Regions from separate parts of the Mus musculus genome. Here region 2 is linked to region 1. The links are chromatin contacts, called in public HiChIP or PLAC-seq maps. All regions are on one chromosome and are shown on one strand. The core of a region is the stretch at or near the end of the contact, and the rest is flanking DNA. Distances in the headings are between cores, read along the strand shown. Region 1 overlaps Brdt (bromodomain, testis-specific). Region 2 holds the start of Btbd8 (BTB (POZ) domain containing 8).

The links. HiChIP or PLAC-seq counts read pairs in DNA pulled down with a chosen protein or histone mark.
Region 2: an H3K4me3 HiChIP or PLAC-seq map of the SCID.adh cell line shows a contact between it and region 1, with 9 read pairs. The contact joins the promoter of Btbd8 here to the enhancer-like site in region 1. A contact is called at or near these places in 1 of 39 promoter capture datasets (macrophages), 10 of 484 Hi-C or Micro-C datasets (double positive thymocytes, embryonic fibroblasts, granulocyte-monocyte progenitors and 6 more), 3 of 115 datasets of contacts at active chromatin or transcription factors (the SCID.adh cell line, bone marrow-derived macrophages and embryonic stem cells) and 3 of 9 other capture datasets (adipose tissue, liver and pancreatic islet).

The regions. Positions count from the first base shown.
Region 1 is chr5:107,369,942-107,376,434 of GRCm38.p6, reverse strand. Brdt (bromodomain, testis-specific) reads right to left here. Exons shown (of 19, transcript NM_054054.2): 15 at 6,106-6,280; 16 at 73-170. Gm17202 (a long non-coding RNA gene) reads left to right here. Exons shown (of 5, transcript XR_389494.4): 5 at 5,380-5,816. Among named protein-coding and RNA genes, the nearest start is that of Ephx4, 30 kb to the left of the region's middle. Within about 2 kb of position 3,449, at least 27 of the 459 cell types and tissues checked have an H3K27ac peak or open chromatin away from gene starts, as enhancers often do. A contact at or near this core is called in the SCID.adh cell line, double positive thymocytes, pre-pro-B cells and 1 more, where this site is marked.
Region 2 is chr5:107,434,530-107,441,022 of GRCm38.p6, reverse strand. Btbd8 (BTB (POZ) domain containing 8) reads right to left here and starts at 3,093. Exons shown (of 18, transcript NM_001378266.2): 1 at 2,878-3,093. The coding sequence starts at 3,026. It overlaps Lpcat2b (lysophosphatidylcholine acyltransferase 2B), which reads right to left. Exons shown (of 2, transcript NM_027599.3): 2 at 5,984-6,493.

The sequences.
Region 1 (6,493 bases), core at 2,200-4,699:
AACAATCTTCCACATAACTCATATTACATCTCAGGTCCTCTCAACCCTTGAGAACAATCACAACATTTTTACCTTCTGCGCGGGAGCATGGCATTCTGGCTCCAGCACTGTGAGGCTCTCAGCAGAGGTGTGCACCACAGGGGGGCCAAGCAATACTCGCTTGCAATCACCTAGAAGCACATACTCTTTAGAAAGGAATAACACAAATACGTCAGGGTACTTATCTGGAGTTTAAATTTCTTTTTCCTTCCATGTCAGACATCATAAATATAAAATAGCCAGATATAGTGGCACATGCCTTTGATCCCAACAGTCAAGAGGCTGAGGCAGGAGGGTAAGAAGTTTAAGGTATGCTTGTACTACTTATAAGATCCTGATTAGGGAAAGAGAAAAAAAAACCAAAATAAGGAGACGCATACACACATGTATGTCTGTGTACATATATATGTACATATATGGAATAAGAAAAATAAGTTTCTATACATCCTTATTATGGTATCTGTTGGGTTATATTATAAAAGTAAACATTTCTCACTTGAAGTGACCTTTGATTGTTGTTGTTGTTTTCTATTTTTGTTTTGGAACCATGAAGGGTTGACATACCATGATGTTGAGCAGGTCTGTTCTCATGATATGGAGCTCTAAAGTTTGTAGACTTGATTCCGCTCCAGAGGTGGATCTGGATTAAGCTGCTAGTCATAAAAATTCTGCTTTTCCCCTGGTAAGCCAATGTACGGCTTCTAGGGAGGCAGGACAGTCCATGTGAAAATGAAAATGCAGAGCCTAGGACAATGCATACTATAATACCAACCTACCAGGCAGAATGTGCCAGCTGGTGCTGTGACTGGCATGGGGGTGACTGTAGCTAAGGTCTGTTCTACAGGAGGAATTCATACCTTGCAGTATAAACTTGGTCAAAAGCTCATGGCTGGGGATAAAGATCATAGAGGAGAACCTACTGATATTTTGTTGAACGGTCATAATGTCTTCACATTATTTATGTTTTTGTGCATAGATATGTGCTCTCAATCTTGGTCAGAAAATCTTTTTGTAGTGGGCAGCAATGCAGAAAGACATGCAACTGTTCAAAGTACTGAGAATGCATGACTGAGTGCTCAGCTCTAAGTGGGACACATGCCAATTTCCCTCTCAGGGAGCACTGCAGAAGAGGCAGTGACGGGGATAGGAAGGAGCACAATGAAGGGCTGTCTTCTAGACATGACATGGATGTTGCATTCATGAGCTCACAGTAGTTATCTGAACAAGATCAAGCTGGTCAGCATTTCATCATGGAGAATAGGAGCTCACAAGCCCCACCCCTGCCTGAGGAGCTCACAAGCCCCACCCCTAGCTGAGGAGCTCACAAGCCCCACACCTAGCTGAGGAGCTAGCTATTGGCAGTTGATGGATTCTGGGGATAGAGTCCTTGTTTGTTTGGCAATATGGCTACTGGTGGGTTGCCCAGGCTGTAGTGGAGGCTCTACATCAGTGTGCATCCCACAGCAATCAACACTGACTGGACTCTGTGGATTTGGTTTTTGTTTTGTTTTGTTTTGTTTTTGAGACAGGATTTCTCTGTATAGCCCTGGCTGTCCTGGAACTCACTCTGTAGACCAGGCTGGCCTCGAACTCAGAAATCCGTCTGCCTCTGCCTCCCGAGTGCTAGGATTAAAGGCGTGCACCACCACGCCTGGCAGATTTGGTTTTTAATAAAAGAGGAGGATATGAAATTGGGAGGAGACATGCAGAGAGATGTTCAAGTGGAGTTGGAGGGGATGTGACAGGACAGAGACACAAAATACAACAATCCCGTTTGAACTCTCACCAGTATTGATTGGTTGATTAAAGGACAGAGAAGAAAAAGCAAAATTAGCTGACCCAAACTCATAAAATTCTAGATCATCTAATGCTGTGGGGATGTATATCTAAGCTTCTACCTCCCTTCAGTCCCTTGACTAAATCATGCTTGTCTTCAAGCTGAGGTTAGGGTAGAGCTAGAAACAGAACAGAGAGAGAATGTGACACTGTCAGAGGAGGAGTGTGTGGGTTAAAGAACAGATCTTACGTTTAAACCCTGGACAGCCCAACACACCCAAACTTCACAAGATCCCGGACACTCAACACGCGTGCACTTCTTAAACTCACGTGGAATGGAAAGCAAAGTTCAGAACTACAACCCTTCTGAGCTGCCACCAGACTTAGGCAGGAAGGAGAGTCTGTGTGGAAAGTAGAAACTCTAGAATGATTCTCAACTTGTTGATAAGAGGTAGCAGTGTTGCTATCACTAAATAAAAGGGGAAGATTAGGATCTGGATGTTGAAAGGCTGCAGAGGTGGCACTGGCTGTTTTTCAGTTCCCATCACCCACACATGATGTACAACCATCCATAACTCTAGTTCTAGAGGAGCTAAGCCTGTCTTCCAGCCTCTGTGGGCTTCAGGCATGTACATGGTGCATAGACAAGCATGCAGACAACACACATATGACATAAGAATTAAAATAATAAGTAAAACCCTTTTTAAAATCTGGGGATTGAAAAGTGGGTATTTGGCCGGGTATGCCTTTAATCCCAGCACTTGGGAGGCAGAGGCAGGCAGATCTCTGAGTTCGAGGCCAGCCTGGTCTACAGAGTGAGTTCCAGGACAGCCAGGACTACACAGAGAAACCCTGTCTCAAAAACCCAAAAAAGGAAAAGTGAGAATTTTGTTTTCACATGGTTTGCAATGGTTACTTGATGTTTAAATAAAGATGCTCTAGTGTTGTATAAGTATGCCTGGGGCCAGGTACATTTGAATTGTGCAAGTAACAGAAAAAACAAAAAACAAAAAAAAACCCAGAGATTTCCCAGATGCAGTCTACATCAGGTTGTCTCTCAGCCTTTCCGTCTCATGCTATCGAGACTCACTGTGGTCAGCACACTGCTTTGAGGGGAAGATCAGGACTTGTTCAGCAAGGCTGGGTGGGAAGCTCTGTGGTTAAGTAGGAAGGGAAGCAGCTGGCTGGGGGCAGTGACACGCACCTGTTTCCCCAGCACTTGGGACGCTGAGGTAGGTGGATTATGAGTTTGAGAATATGTGGGCTATATACATAGCACAATCCTGTCTCAAAAGAAAACAAAAGTTAAAGCTATCAATCAACCTTATCTAAAGGCAGTCATACCAAAAGGTGACTGCAGGAAACATTCAGAGAGGTGGGACAATCAAGAGAACAGGGTCATCGAAGCCTAGGATGGCAGGAAGGGTCCAACTGGGAGCAGCACGACCACAAAAGTTATCACTTGACACATCAAATACCATAGCTCTCCTTTCTCTGGAGTCCTCACCTCTAGTCCTTGCGAGCTTCCTTCCCATGAACCGATGCTGGCCCACCTACCATAACTAACACAGCACAAGTGCCTTGTGGGTGCAGTGCTCAGCCTGCCTGAGAAGAGTCTTTCAACCTTTTATTTTTTTCTCTTTGGAGCACTCACCACAACATCTCATTGTCTCCTCTTCTGCTCTACAAGAGCTACCCCTAGCCTCCCTTTACAGGAAGTTTAACTGCCCTAAGCACCGTCTTTGCTCAGAGCTCCATCAGCTTTCTACTAACTGCACTCTCACCCAAGACCAAAGCCTTTCAGCTGCTAGGGTCTCTGTGATCTGCCCTGCCGACCTGTTCATACTTATTTCTACATTTCCTGTTGATCAAACCAGTCATGTTGAGGTCAGTTTCTTAAAAGTTTTTGAACATTCTGTTCTTCCATCCAGACTGCTCAGTCTAAATGCATACAGGGAAGTCTTATCTGCTGCAGTGTCCAGCTCAGATGTCCACAGCAGGGTGCCCCTTTCTGAAGGTTTAGGCATCAGGCTTGCCTTGCCAAGGCCAGGGTTAAGTGGGAATCTAGACGCCGCTCTAGCCTCTTCCTTCTTTTCAAGGGCGCCACCATCTCCCCACTTGCTCGCTCACAATCGCACGCTAGACAGCAGCAGGTTCTTCCTACTTGGCTCGGGCTTTATTAATGCCTTTGAACATTCGGACCTTTCCAACTGAAAAAAATAACTCTCATGGCTGCTTTAAAAAGTTCTGTCTTTGTGTTAATAACCCAGCTATTTCCCCTTGGCCTCACTGAGGCATCCACCAGGGTCTACGCAGTTTGTAGAACCCTGGCTGCTACAACTCCTACGTAAGCTTGGAAGAGCAGCGCTTCTGCTGTCCGTTTAGACCTCTCTGTCCCTGTGTCCACTGCAGCCTCTGCAGCCAGTGTCTGTTTAGACCCCTCTGTCCCTGTGTCCACTGCAGCCTCTGCAGCCAGTGGCCCAGGTGGTGGCCCTTCTCAGCCCTCTCTCCTCTCATTACCTCTCCTTCCTTTTTGTCTCCTGTCTTTCTAATTTTTCCTCTTCTTCTTTTAAGATCAGGATGGCCTCAAACTTCCAGCTTAGACAAGCCTCACGCTGCAGTGCAGCATCAGGACCAGTGCTTTGATTTGTTAATCTCTTTACTGACATTTTCTTTCCTAGAACTACTCTTCTTAGTTTGCATATTTATTTCTTCCTTCCTTCCTTCCTTCCTTCCTTCCTTCCTTCCTTCCTTCCTTCTGTCCTTCCTTCTGTCCTTCCTTCCTTCCTTCCTTCCTTCCTTCCTTCCTTCCTTCCTTCTGTCCTTCCTTCCTTCCTTCCTTCCTTCCTTCCTTCCTTCCTTCCTTCCTTCCTTCCTTCCTTCTGTCCTTCCTTCCTTCCTTCCTTCCTTCCTTCCTTCCTTCCTTCCTTCCTTCCTTCTCGTGGTTTCCTAAATTACATCCATTTTATCTTAATCGCTTGTGGCAATGCTTAAGTGATGTTAGACTCTTTAGTCCCAGATACCCATTTCTGCTTTTACTCACCCAGCTGCATAGCCAAATGAGCTCTACCTCGTACTTCCCGTCCAGCTGTTAGGTTATCTCCTCTCAAGCCTTACACCTTCTGCTACAAAACTACCTTCCTATGCTCATAGCATTAGTTTTGGTTGTAGTAACTTTGACTTAGACGACAAACTCAGCTTTCTTCCATGGTACTGACTAATCAGAGTATCTTCAACTTAACCCACAATTTAGTAAGCAGCAAATTTTTTCTTTATAAACTTTTTATTGCTGTTTTGCCCAGTGCTGGGTTCTGAACCTCAGGCTCATGCCTGTCAGGCAAGTGTTTTACCAATAAGCTACTCCCTCATCCCCTAAAGTATTGTAGTTCTTTTTTTTTTTTTCTTTTTTGCAGGGGGGGGGGGTGAGGGTGTCTTTTTGTTTGTTTGACATGTTTCTGTTTGAAGTTCCTTGTTGCATAAAAATTAAAAGTTGAAATGCTATGGTAGTCTGAGAAAGAAACTGTGACCTAGGACAGCTACATGTTCTTCTTATTCTTCTCACAGGATGCAAATGCTCTCCCTCTGGACACAATTCACCCTGCCTTAGCTGGCTCGACAATCTGCACCTGCCTCTTTCTCTCTGGTTTGTAGGGCCTTTTGTATTTTGGAGGGTGGTGGGTACTGGGAAATAAACCAGAGACCTCATATATGCCAACAATACAATCTACCACTGAGCTACAAGCCTAGTCCCCATCCATGTTTTTCTTGATCTCCATTTTCTTCTCCTCAAGGATGAGCTGTAATTTGAGTTACAGACAAAGCAGAGTAGCATGGAGCCCAACACCAGCGGCAACAAGAGCATCAAGACCCCAGTGCCCTTCCCAGGCTGGATCAGCTCAAGGCCTTCCCTGGGTACATAGTGAGGTCAGGGAGAGGCTGGAGGAGCTGCAACTCTGACAAAGGAAAACAAAACCTGCTTTGTTCTCTCCACACCACTGCAGCTTGCTTTCCACATGGTGGTAGAGCAGCATTTTCCAAGTAGCTAGAATATGGTTAAACTTGGGTAGTAAAAGAGATTTTTCATCATCTATACACTCTAACAAATTGAGTATAGATACACAAATATTAGGAGTGCTCATGTATATAAAGCAGTTTCCTGGGACCTGGCTCATTCAGTGATGCTTGGGTGTGTAACACTGACAACACCATTGTGTCCCCACACGTGCCTCCAGACACATGTGGACTACAGAGTCCATTTCTCAGCCAGAATGGCTGACTTGTGTTTCTTACCTGAAAGAGGCTGAGTCTGCACAGATGCAGTGTTCTCTGTGGCCTGCAGATGCTGTGTCACTTGGCAACCAAGCATCTGCTGGGAGTGCTTCCCTGGGGCTCCGCATGGTGCTGTGCTCTGCTGAGCAAGGGGAGCTTCAGCAGAGGTTATGTCTTGCACAGAAGATTGTATCTGCTAGACAAAGATTAAATTATCCTTCAGACCTCTAACCACACAAAAGCATAATTAAGAGATCTGGAACACAAGACATAAGCAGCAGACTAACGATGCTTTAATGGTACCTTCTGAAAATGCATTACACCTTAAGTCACACACACACACACACACACACACACACACACACACACACACACACACACACACAGAGTCCTGCTAGGGCAGACTCTG
Region 2 (6,493 bases), core at 1,844-4,343, 65 kb before region 1:
CTCTCTTCAGCTCATCTCTTCAGATGCACGTCTAGTTGTCGTCAGGATACAGCCTCCCGAATACTCATATATACTTCTTTTTCAACTGTCCTAGGATTTGGAGCTGTTTCCTGTTCTTCCCTGTCTCGGCTCGCCCACATATATTCACTCAACAAACCTGTAACTTTTCCATTTCCACTGCCAGCATGTAGCCCTCAGCTACCATAAAATCTCTTACCTGGCTTGTTTGTTTCTAATTTCTCTTTTCCCAAAGTCAAGATCTCAATGTTAATTCTATTTCTTGTTTGGTTGGTTGGTTTTTGTTTTGTTTTGTTTTGTTTGTTTTTTTAGAAACACCAACAGTTCTCTGAACTACCCTCAGAATCCATCCCAAATATTTAAGTACACAAGAATGCCCTATTATAATCTACAGTCTTAACCTATCTACCTTCACATTCTGTCATTTTGTCTGCCATAACCACAAATATCTTCAAGATAAAACAATCTGCCTTAGTTAGGACTAATATTGCTGTGGTGAAACACCACGACCAAAGCAACTTGGGGAAGAAAGGGGGTTTATTTTACTCAGTTCTATGGACTAAAAAGCAGTGAGCACAGGAACTCAATCAGGACAGGAACCTGGAGGCAGGAGCTGATGCATAGGCCACAGAAGGGAACTGCTTGCTGCCTTGCTCAGCCTTTCTTATAGAGTGCAGGACCACCAGCCCGGGGTGGCACCACCCTCAATGGGCGGGACCCTCCCCAAACAATAATTAAGAAAATGTTTACAGCTGGATCTTGGAGAGGCATTTTCTCAATTGAGTTTCTTTCCTATGACTCTAGCTTGTGTCGGATTAACATAAAACTAACCAGGACAGGCTCAAATCTACTTATATGACCTTGGCTTTTTATCATAAATCTCAATACTTTAATCTCATCTGAACTGGATTGTATACTAAGCTGACATTAGCTTCATGTGCTAGTTAAGCAAGGTAACTTCTGTGGAGAAATTGTATGATAATCCAGGTAGCAAGTGGTACCTTTAAGAATGCACAACCCCCAGAAGGAATATTGAGATAATATACTTTTCCTCCCCAGAAGCCCATCCTTCAGTGCAGCCACTTGCAGCATGATGACATTGTGACAGCGCAAGACAGCGCAGAGGCTCCTCCATCTCATATTCTTGCTGAGGCCATTTCAGGTTTAACTAACATTTGGTTTCCTTGATAGAGAATCCCACAAAAAAGTTAACCAACTCTATTGTAGGAATCCAAGGTCAACAGATTCCAGCCAATTTAGCTTTTTTGTTAAACTGCCTACTGTGCAGACCTCCCCTCCAGTTAACTGCTCAAGTTCTGTTACAGTGTTTGCTTGTGCAAAATTCCCCCTGCAGCTGCACAATACAGGGGAAGTGGCTTTAAAAGCCCCTCACCTAAATGCTTGGGAGTACACTTAGGTCCCAGCCAATAGGAACAAATACTTTCAATTGGCTAGAAACTGTGTCTGAGTAGTCACCACTGGCAAATGGGCTCCTCTAACAACAGAAACCTGCCTGCTTTTCTGAGTCCTAACTCAAAGCATAAGGTTTTCTTTTCCTTTCTATCCTTTTCTTTTAGACACTGGCCCATACACTCTGGACTTTCTCACTGTTCTTTGGAAGTAGCTCACACATCACACAGCAGCTGTTCTCCACTGGGTAGCCTACCAGCTTTCTTAGACCTGATATAAAAGGCACGGCTTTCTCTTCCCCATGCTTCCAGGCAGCTGATAAGACATGTAGCTTGCCTATTGACTCTGTTTTTAAAATCATTTTATTAATGAGACTATGAAGACTATGAAGAAGAGGACCTCAGCTTTTTTTCCCGATAAACATATGAGCTCAACGTGAAGATCCCCAAATTTCCACAGTTGTTCACAGTAAGATTTGTAGAATAAAGCCAGGTGTGGTGGCAGATGCCTCTAATGACAGGCAGAGGCAGGCTGATCTGTGATCCTGGTCTAGAGAGTGAGTTCCTGAACAGTCTGGGCTACATTGAGAAAAAACAACCCAAAAAACAAAACAACGAAACCCAAATAAGCAAACGAAAGTATTGTGCAATAAGAGAGAAATGATCCAGAGGTTAGCAGCATTGCTCTTGCAGAGGGCCTGGGTTTGGTTCTCATCACCCACACTATTATAGAAAGAATACGCATTCCCAGTAAGAAATCACTCCCGCACTTATCACAGGTCTGCGTATGGCTAATTAATGCCTAAGGAAGAGCTGGCCTTGAGTAAATTTTTACTAACTTATATACACACCTTAGGAGATGCATTTTCATATATGCCGTCATCTTTAAATCGAGTTCCAGCCCCAGTCTGCACTTTGAACAATTTAAATAGAGACAGGAGTCTGCAAGTCTGACCACTTGGGTGGATGGGAGGTTTGCACAGCAGAGCTATTGCCAGAATTATTTTCAGTACAGCAGTATGTGTTTCCCCCACTAGTTGATGGCCGGGTTCATCTTGCCCACCTGTCAGAATTATGCCTTCCCTGCTAAGAGCATAGAGGAATTAATGGTAGCTGTGACCCTGAGCTGCCCCGTTAAAGGCACACGGTTCGGTCCTTCATGTCAAGAAAACACTCGTTTTCCTAATTGAATAATTTTTCTTCCAACTTTTTAAAGACATGGTATGTGTTTCAGGGTCTGGACGCAGCCCGAACTCAGCAACAGCCACTGCCGGTGTGTGAACCTTAGAAACACTGGTTGCAACGCATCGTGTAGGTCTAATTTTTGTCCTCCTTCTGAGTGCCTAGACACCGGTTCCTTGGGTCGGGCTGAGCCTCCTTGGGAGGGAGGCGCCCAGCGAGACTGCAGCGAGGCGGGGAGGGAGTGAGCAGCGCTGCTCCCGCCTCCTACCTGAGCACGTCGCGGCTGAGCTGCTCCGACACCGCCGCCTTCAGCCGGCGCCGCTCCCCGGGCCCCTTCCTGGGCAGCCCCTTCCTGCCATGCCCCGGGGAACTCAGAAGGGCCACCGGGGCCGCACCTCCCGCTCCACAGTGGGCCATGTCGGCCGCAGAACCCCGGTGCCAGGCCGCGCTGGACCGGTACGGGGGCGTTCCCGAGCCCAACAGCGCGCAGCCGAATCCGCCCCGGAAGGAAAATTCCCGCCCCCACCTAGTTTGCAGCCGGTCCCTAAATGCTGCGGACCAGGCACCGCGCGCCTAGGACTCAAAGCCCGTAGCCACGTGACCGGGCGCTGCTGCGCAGGCGCACTCGCTCTGTTTACATTGGCCTGTTTGCGCCCTCCTAACTGACCTGAAGGGAAGGTCCCCAGAGCTGTAATCTGTTCTTTCTTCTTACTGGTTGGTGTTAAGTCAACCGTTTAATGAGTGTTATGGAGAAGTGACTTGAAATCAATGTGAGAAGAATTTGTATGTGTTCTTTCTGGGGTGTCTGCATCCTCTGCCCTCTTTATGAAAGATGGGGGTTGGGGGTAAGGTGGGGGATGGGATCACAAGAGTTTTCCAGTAGTGAGTATTAATGTCCTGAGCAAGGAGGTAGATAGGCATAGTTGGTATAGCACAAGTTATATTTTAGTATGCCGAGGGTCATCACATAAGGTTCATGCCCTAAATTCCTATGGTCCCAAGGCCATCTCCCTAAGGCTGCTTAACTGGGTGATGTATCTTAGCTGAAGGTTATATAAGGGTCCATGATTCGCCAAGGAATGATACCTAGGACTCAAATAGTATGTAAACACAAAGAGTGTTTTATTCTACAGAAGTCCAGCATGCTGGGGTCTCCCATTACCAAGACAGAGACAATCAAGTGAGCTCGCAGGCCTGATTTAAGCACATTAGGGGATTCTGGGATAGATAACCTTCATCTTGCTCCATCTCTAAGAATATTCCGTTACCAGGGTGTGGGGGATGGAAACTGTTGTTGACCCTTTGCCCTTGCTTCAGGCCAGGTGGCAGGACAGCTTCTGATGGCAGGGCAGTTTCTGACCAGCTGCCTAAAGCCAGGGTTTTTTTCTAGTAACTGACTTGCCTGGGCTTGCCTGGATTTGCCCAGTTCTTAGGCCTAGTCTCCTGGACTGCCAATTTGAAGCCTGTCATGGAGTCAGCCTGTATCAGACGACTCTAACAGTCTTTGATTAAGGGTCAGGATCCTGGGAGAGACTCTCCAGCCACAGGGCAGACTCTTAATCTCTGTTTACATTCTATCTACTGGCGTCAACGGGATTCTAGGGCTGTGTCTAATTATCTAAGTGGTGCCACTAGGTTTTGGTTATCAGGTGCAGCCTTGAGTTCAGTGGAATTCCTGGCTAAGCTATTTTTACAAATCTAAAATGCATGTTTTTTTGTTTTGTTTTGTTTTGTTTTGTTTTACTGTGCTCATTACACCTACTTAGCTTTGAGGAATAAATGATTTGGATTAAGAAAATGTGAAGGGCCAGGCGTGGTGGCACACGCCTTTGATCCCAGCACTTGGGAGGCAGAGGCAGGCAGATTTCTGAGTTCGAGGCCAGCCTGGTCTAAAAAGTGAGTTCCAGGACAGCCGGGGCTACACAGAAACCCTGTCTCGAAAAACCAAAAAAAAAAAAAAAAAAAGTGAAGGTTAACCCTCTCATGATTCACAGCTTCCTGTTTTCATGCCTAACTCCACTGCCCCATCTGGTTTCATATCACAACTATTAAGTTATCTGCCATTTTTTTGAGGGCTTCCCCACCCCAATAGTCCTTAAATTGTAAGGCTTTTATACTATTCTAAGTCGAGCGTGTGGCTCTAAAGACTCCAAGCTAGGATCTGCTTTTATTAATGCAAATGTGCGATATGTCAGGCCCAAATGAAATTCCATCTCTCCAAATTCTGGTGGTTAGACAAAAGTCCAGCATTCCTCGGGAACTTGTGAAGCCATTTGTGGTGTGTGTTAGCATACCAAAGTTCATGTTGGCCTCCAGGCTCCCTCATTATCACAAGTACCTGTTACATATTTCAGAGTTCGTGTCAACATGCTGCCCTTCTTACCTCCTCCACAACAGTAAATGTCTCCAGCTCATGGGCTTACCCTGCTATTTTGGCTATGCTCTCCCCCCACCCCACCCCTGCTTTCCCCCACCCTCTTCTTTCCTACTTCCTTCCCTCTGCTCTCCTTCCTATCTATCAATCTCTCTATCATCTATCTATCTCAGTCATCTATCTATCTATCTCTGTTGTTCCTGCTTCTCTCAAGCCCAGTTTCAGTCTGCTGATCATGTTCAGCCTACCCCTCCCCCTGCTCTAGACTCTTCCAGATGCCTCTAGCTGTTCTCTCCCACATTTCTGTAATAAAACCTTCCCCTTAACCATGCCATGCCATCCATTTATAAAGTGTTCTTATTTCTGCACCCAAGTTACCTCCATATATATTTTCCCAATTCCATGCATTTACATGCAAATTACGTCATTACATTTTTTTCTTTACAGCTAAGTAAATTTCCATTATGTATTGTCAGGTCCAAAGGGTACCCTAAAACACCCCATAAGGTCAGGCCCCTGGCTTGGTCCAAAATTGAGTCTAAGTTCAGCTCAAGCTGGATTGTAGAAATATTTCTGTCACTTAGATTAAATATTTCTCAGGAAGTTGTGAACTAGATTCCTTGTAAGCCAAAAAGGAGTCATTTCCATTGCCTCTGGTAGAAGTGGTATAGTTCTCTATTGACATACATCTGTGGGATCCCTATCAGCAGATCAAAATCCATCCAGGCTCCTACAGTTCCCTATTCACAAGCACCTGGTATAAATGTCAGTATCCATACTGGCCTCCGAGTCCTACTCACCCCCCACAACCCCTCTTCCTGCACTGTGCTAGTTTCTAGGCTATTGCAGCTCACAGGCTTCCCTCCTCCTGGATACCCATCCATTCTCTCAGAAATCCTAGGGAGTCCCAGTAGAGAGCCACTATATAATACCTGGAAAACCAGGGCCCCCTTCTTGGAGTTCTTAATTTCATGTTAAAATAATTTAAGAATGAAAACAGGAGCTTGAGGACAGTTTATTATCAATGAAAAGGAAAACCCCAACGCAAGCTGTAAATCTTTTTAAGTCTAAGTCTGTTTGCTTGGTTGTAAAGCCTTGTTTCTGCTTCTTATTTACTGGGTGGATGGGAATACAGGCATATGCCATTGTGCCCAATGAACATTATCTTAAGGGAGGGAAAGGCATTATAATTCCTCAAGCATATTTTACATATAATATCTGTGTGTATTAGTTTCTGTCAACATGACACAAGCTAGGGCCATTTGAGAAGAAAGGACCACAACTGAAGAATTGTCTCCATCAGACCAGCCTGTGGACAAGTCAGTGGTACATTTTCTTGAATACTGATGTGAGAGGGCTTAGCTCATAGTGAATGGTGCCTTCCCTGGGCAAATGGTCCTGGATTGTATAAGTATGCTGAGTGAGCCACGGGGAGCAAGCCAGTAAGCAGCACCCCTCCATGGTCCCCATCTCTACTTCTGCTTGAGTGCTTGGCCTGGCTTTCCTCAAA